2 separate regions of the Sus scrofa genome follow, and region 2 is linked to region 1. A link is a contact called in public HiChIP or PLAC-seq data. All regions are on one chromosome and are shown on one strand. Each heading gives the region's core, a stretch centred on a gene start, on an enhancer-like site or on the middle of the called end of the contact. The rest is flanking DNA. Distances are from core to core; before and after follow the strand shown. Region 1 holds the start of C2H1orf35 (chromosome 2 open reading frame, human C1orf35). Region 2 holds the start of LOC100515302 (histone H2B type 3-B).

Region 1 (2,700 bases), core at 88-2,587:
ATTTGGCTGTCAGGCTCTTTCCCATAAACCTGAGTTCCAGTCATGGTAGATGGTGGGGACTGGAATTTGGCTGTCAGGCTCTTTCTTATATACCTGAAGTTCAGTCATAGTATATGGTGGGGAAGGTGTTCTGGGCCTGACCCAGTAGGTAGGAGCCAACAGCCTGTGGGAGATGAACCTCCCCCACTCCTGACCCCTTCTGGTCCACTCACCATTCTGTGCGGCTGCACAGGGACATCCTCCCACCCCAATCCATCCCAGCAATGTGTGGCTATGCACTTCCAGGCCCTGCTGACCTCCTCATCTTTGCTCAAGAACGCCCTTAAGCAGTGAGGCAGGTGAGGGAGAGCAAGGTGAAAGACCTCACCCCCCCCCCCCATTATCAGATGAACTCACTGAGCAACCTGCAGGAGGGCCATGTCTTGTGAGAGGACCAGTACTGAAGGGATACAGATAACATGTGTGGCACCGTGTAAATTCCTCAGTACATTCATCTTATGGTTTCAGTTCAGTAGGAGTTGGCCAATGGAGTGGCACTCCTCTCTGCTCATTAGGACCTCTTATGACTGAATCTATTCTGGTCTGCAGTGATGACAAACCGAACACCCTTGCCCAACAACTAGCTTACTATAGATACTGAGCAGCAAAGACCAAAACTGTTGAATGAGGATCGTCTGCCAGTGAACACCTTGAGGGTGACTGAGGCATTTTCTGTGCTCTTTGAGGTATGAGTGCAATGAGGTGTGCTTCCATACTTTTTTGGGAGCCACACAGCTGGTATCCCCAAGGGTGGAGAACAGGCCAGTGCAGGTGCAACCTGACCTTGGTGGCTCCCGGTTTATAAGGTAGGGAAGCTATAGTAGGGAAACAGTTTCAGACATAGTCTCCCCCAGTGCCTACCCCTCTCCCCAGCACAGGGCCAGAAACAGCACACACTAGCAACGATGACTCGGGGGTGTCACCCACACAACGTGACTCGAATTTATTTTTTAGGGCCGGACCCACAGCATACGGAAGTTCCCAGGCTAGGCGTCTAGCAGGAGCTGCAGCTGCCGGGTCTATGCCACAGCCACAGCCTCACCCACACCAGATCCGAGCCGGTTCTGCGAGCAGCTCATGGCCACACCGGATCCTTAACCCACAGATCCGGTCCAAGGATCAAACCCATGGCCTCATGGATACTAGTCCCTTTCATTACCTGTGACCCACGACAGTGGCTTCCAATAATGCGGCGGTATCTGCCGCAGCCTCCGACTTTGGCCAGGGCCACAGCAGTGCGCAGGCGTTAGAGGCAGGCGGGGGCGGTGCAAGCGCGCATGACGTCACTGCGTGCGACGCGGGGTGGAAACGGGGGCCGGTGGGGCCTGGGTAGCGGGAAGCCGGCACCATGTTCGGCTCCAGCCGGGGTGGAGTGCGCGGTGGGCAGGATCAGTTTAGCTGGGAGGATGTGAAGACTGACAAACAGAGGGAGAACTACCTGGGTGAGCGGGGTGCCGGGACCCAGGGTGGCGGCGGGGGTGTCTCTCGGGCTGGAGGTACGCCAACCTGCAGCGCCGTACCGAGGACTCGGCGCTCGGTATCCCGCAGGCAACTCGCTGATGGCCCCGGTGGGCCGCTGGCAGAAGGGCCGTGACCTCACCTGGTACGCCAAGGGCCGGGCGCACGGCGCGGGGTTGAGCCGGGAACAGGAGCTGGAGGCCGTGAGGCAGGCGGAGCAGGAAGCGCTTATGGCAGCGTTGTGAGTGAGCCTCGGGAGCTTGGGGGCGGGGGGGAATTACCTCCTGGTTGGGGGTAGGGCGGAGACCGGGGCTGGGCGGGGGCGGGGGCGCGGGCCGAGGAGAGGCCCGCCACTCTCTGAAGCTCACGCGCGGCCCCCGCAGAGGCTACAAGAACGTAAGGAAGCAGCCCACGGGCCTGAGCAAGGAGGTGAGAGGTGGGCCCTCTTGGAGGACGGGGGCGGGATGGGGCGGGGGGGCAGACCCCACGCTGTGGTGAGCGCTTGCACTCCCCCCCACCCACAGGACTTTGTCGAAGTCTGTAAGCGGGAAGGAAGTGACCCCGAGAAGGGAGTGGACCGGCTCCTGGGCCTGGGCAGCTCCAGGTGCGGGGCTGGGGAGGTGGTCCTCGGGGACCCCAGAAATCGCGAGGGTGCAATTCCCCGGGGTTCGGCGCTGTCAGCCGCCCAGGTGGAAGCCGTTATGGGTCGTCTGAACTCATCACTTCTCTAGGGAGGCCTACGGGTGGGGATGGGGTGGTCCTCGCTGTCGGGAGAGGGTGTCTCACTGTGGGGGGGGGTCCCCACCCGCGTCCCCGCAGTGGCTCTGCAGGGCGAGTGGCGCTGTCACGGGAAGACAAAGAGGCCGCTAAACTGGGGCTTTCGGTGTTCACGGTAATTCCTCCCGACATCCTGGTTATCCCATGTTGGGGTGGGGGTGGGGATGAGTGTCCCTTCCTGTTGAAAGCCGTGGGGCAAATCGTCTCCCCTCGAAGGGACCCTACTGGCTTTCTGGATGGTTCTCAGGCCCGCACACCCCCAGAGTGGCTTTTCTTGGCAGCACCACCGCGTGGAGAGCAGTCGGCCAGGGGTCTCCCTGGCTTCGGCCAAGAGGAAGCCTCGGTCAGAGGAGAAGGTGGAGCCAGGGTAAGGGCTGGATAAGTGGACCCTACCCGTGCTACTAGGACACAGAACTCGGTTCGCTC
Region 2 (2,700 bases), core at 66-2,565, 450 kb before region 1:
TAATTTTAGTAAGATACATATTTATTAAATATCCCTGAATTATCTCACCGGCTTGTATTTATTGTTGTAATAAAAAATAACGACAGCAAGAATAACTAACATTCACTGAACTCTTATATTGTGCTAGAGATTTTTGAACAAGGGGATTATTATGGATTAATTCATCTAATCCCTTCATCCACGAAGTAAGTGCTAATTTTCATCTCTCAGTTGACTTTGCAGGAGCATCTCTAAAATAATCAAACCCTCTTTATAACAGAAGGTACAATTCATGAAAAATCATCTTCTGAAATATCCACATGTATATTACTTAATCTAGTCCTCTAACAATGTTCATTTTAAATATACTAAACCCATCAATGTAGTTTTCCTTATCAAACTCAATGTGCAAATTATTTTATTCTGATTTTAGCTGTCGATTTAAGGTGATCTCTGATTAATGTCTGGCAAATCCAAATTTAACAGTTTAAATTCCTTTAAATAACTGTTCTTTTTTTTTCCCTTTTTTGGCCACGCCCACAGCATATGGAAGTTCCTGGGTCAGGAATCGAACCAGCGCCACAGCGACCCAAGTCACTGCAGTGACAAAGCTGGACCCTTAACCCTGTGCACAAGGGAACTCCAATAATTACTCTATTTTTCTAATTTACACCTCTTTTCAAAATAATTTAATACTTCTCAAATACTGTACATGCTTCTAGCAAGACAAACCTTTTCTAAGACCTTAGAATTTTCAGTGCAGTAAATTAGACAATTGTAGTAGACAGCATGTTCTTTAAAATACTAGTTCATACATTATACACTTAGAGATCATGTCTGCCTATCAGAACCTGAGACTACGATTTTTCTCTTAAGTTTAAATATTTTCAATACCAGATCACTCTACACGTTTTTCCTGGTATAAGAAAAGTCTGTATTGGGCATCTAAATGTCACACAGTGACACTTTACGGAGCTAAAGCTGCTTGTCACTGGTAATAACATACACATCTTCAGGATGAATAGGACTGAAACCTCATGAGGGCTTGGGAGAAAGATTCAAGGAAACGAGTTGCATTTTCGGCGACATTCCTCGCAGTAAATGAACTCTCAGCCCTCTGTGCCACTAGGCGCACCCCAATCGTACCTCAGGTTCGATTTCCCGCGAGCCCTGCCTTGAGCAGGTGAGCTGTGGAACGCCATCACTAGTAAGCAGCCCTCAGCCAGTGCTGCTCTTTTCTTGAGACTGTGGGTGGCTCTGAAAAGAGCCTTTGGTGTCACGGGGCCCCCAGGGGGCGCACGGCCGTTTCCGACCCGCCTCCGCGGCCTCACTTGCCCTTGGCCTTGTGGTGGCTTTCGGTCTTCTTCGGCAGAAGCACGGCCTGGATGTTGGGCAGGACGCCGCCCTGAGCGATGGTCACGCGGCCCAGAAGCTTGTTAAGCTCCTCGTCGTTTCGGATGGCCAACTGCAGGTGGCGCGGTATAATGCGAGTCTTCTTGTTGTCGCGCGCCGCGTTGCCTGCCAACTCCAGGATCTCAGCCGTCAGGTACTCCAGCACCGCAGCTAAATACACAGGCGCGCCCGCACCCACGCGCTCAGAATAGTTACCCTTGCGAAGAAGCCGATGCACTCGACCCACAGGAAACTGCAGGCCTGCGCGCGAGGAGCGCGACTTCGCTTTTGCGCGCGCCTTACCTCCCTGCTTGCCTCGGCCAGACATCTCTCAGTCAGGCGCGGGGAGAGAAGAAAGTCGAGAAATAACACCCCAAGTAACGATGAAGCAAGCGTCAGTGAGCCCTTATATATGGTCTAGAGGTAGGTGAGTCGGAGCCTTCCCATTGGGTGGTGATAGAAGCCAATCAGAAAAGGAACCCGCTATCCCCTAATTTGCATGTGCCTTTTGCTGTGATGACGTATGGGGCGCTGGATCCTATCAGAAACTAGGAGCTCTTGATCCTTCATTTGAATACAGGATGTATAAGTTGAGTGGTTTAGGAGGTTTGGAGTTTTTTGTGTGTGTGTGTGTGTGTGTGTGTGTGCGCGAAGATCTGCCAACATGCCTGATCCCTCCAAATCGGCTCCGGCACCCAAGAAGGGTTCTAAGAAGGCTGTTACCAAAGCGCAGAAAAAAGATGGCAAAAAGCGCAAGCGCAGCCGGAAAGAAAGCTATTCCATCTACGTGTACAAAGTGTTGAAGCAAGTACATCCCGACACGGGCATCTCTTCTAAGGCCATGGGCATAATGAATTCCTTCGTCAACGACATCTTTGAGCGCATCGCCAGCGAGGCTTCCCGCTTGGCGCACTACAACAAGCGCTCTACCATCACGTCTCGGGAGGTGCAGACAGCTGTGCGTCTGCTGTTGCCTGGCGAGCTGGCCAAACACGCCGTGTCTGAAGGTACCAAAGCCGTCACCAAGTACACGAGCTCCAAGTGAGGCGCGCCGAGGCGCCCGGGAACCCAAAGGCTCTTTTCAGAGCCACCCACAAGATCGAGAAAGGGTTTTGAACACGTGAAGTGTTATGTAAACGCATCCTTTTCTGCTCCATAGCGGTTCTTGTGTTCCTTAAGAGCACTAGACCCGTTTATCTCTTTCCCCCACAAACGTGTGAGCCCGTGTGAGCAGAATGCGAGAATGCCCCTGCTTCTTACAGTGGTCGGATATGGGAACGAAACAGCTGGATTGTGGGGGAGGTGATCAAAGAACCGATGTTGACTCTC

Evidence for each region. HiChIP or PLAC-seq counts read pairs in DNA pulled down with a chosen protein or histone mark.
Region 2: a contact with region 1 is called in an H3K27ac HiChIP or PLAC-seq map of skeletal muscle, with 3 times the contacts expected there. The contact joins the promoter of LOC100515302 here to the promoter of C2H1orf35 in region 1. A contact is called at or near these places in 3 of 5 promoter capture datasets (fetal liver, fetal skeletal muscle and liver), 3 of 47 Hi-C or Micro-C datasets (epiblast stem cells, fetal skeletal muscle and retroperitoneal adipose tissue) and 2 of 2 datasets of contacts at active chromatin or transcription factors (alveolar macrophages and skeletal muscle).

Annotation. Positions count from the first base shown.
Region 1 is chr2:51,239,962-51,242,661 of Sscrofa11.1, reverse strand. C2H1orf35 (chromosome 2 open reading frame, human C1orf35) reads left to right here and starts at 1,337. Exons shown (of 8, transcript NM_001244890.1): 1 at 1,337-1,481; 2 at 1,588-1,738; 3 at 1,881-1,926; 4 at 2,022-2,101; 5 at 2,317-2,389; 6 at 2,556-2,641. The coding sequence starts at 1,388.
Region 2 is chr2:51,692,852-51,695,551 of Sscrofa11.1, reverse strand. LOC100515302 (histone H2B type 3-B) reads left to right here and starts at 1,315. Exons shown (of 1, transcript XM_021083383.1): 1 at 1,315-2,700. The coding sequence starts at 2,036. The coding sequence ends at 2,416. LOC100621538 (histone H2A type 3) reads right to left here. Exons shown (of 2, transcript XR_002341581.1): 1 at 1,126-2,700.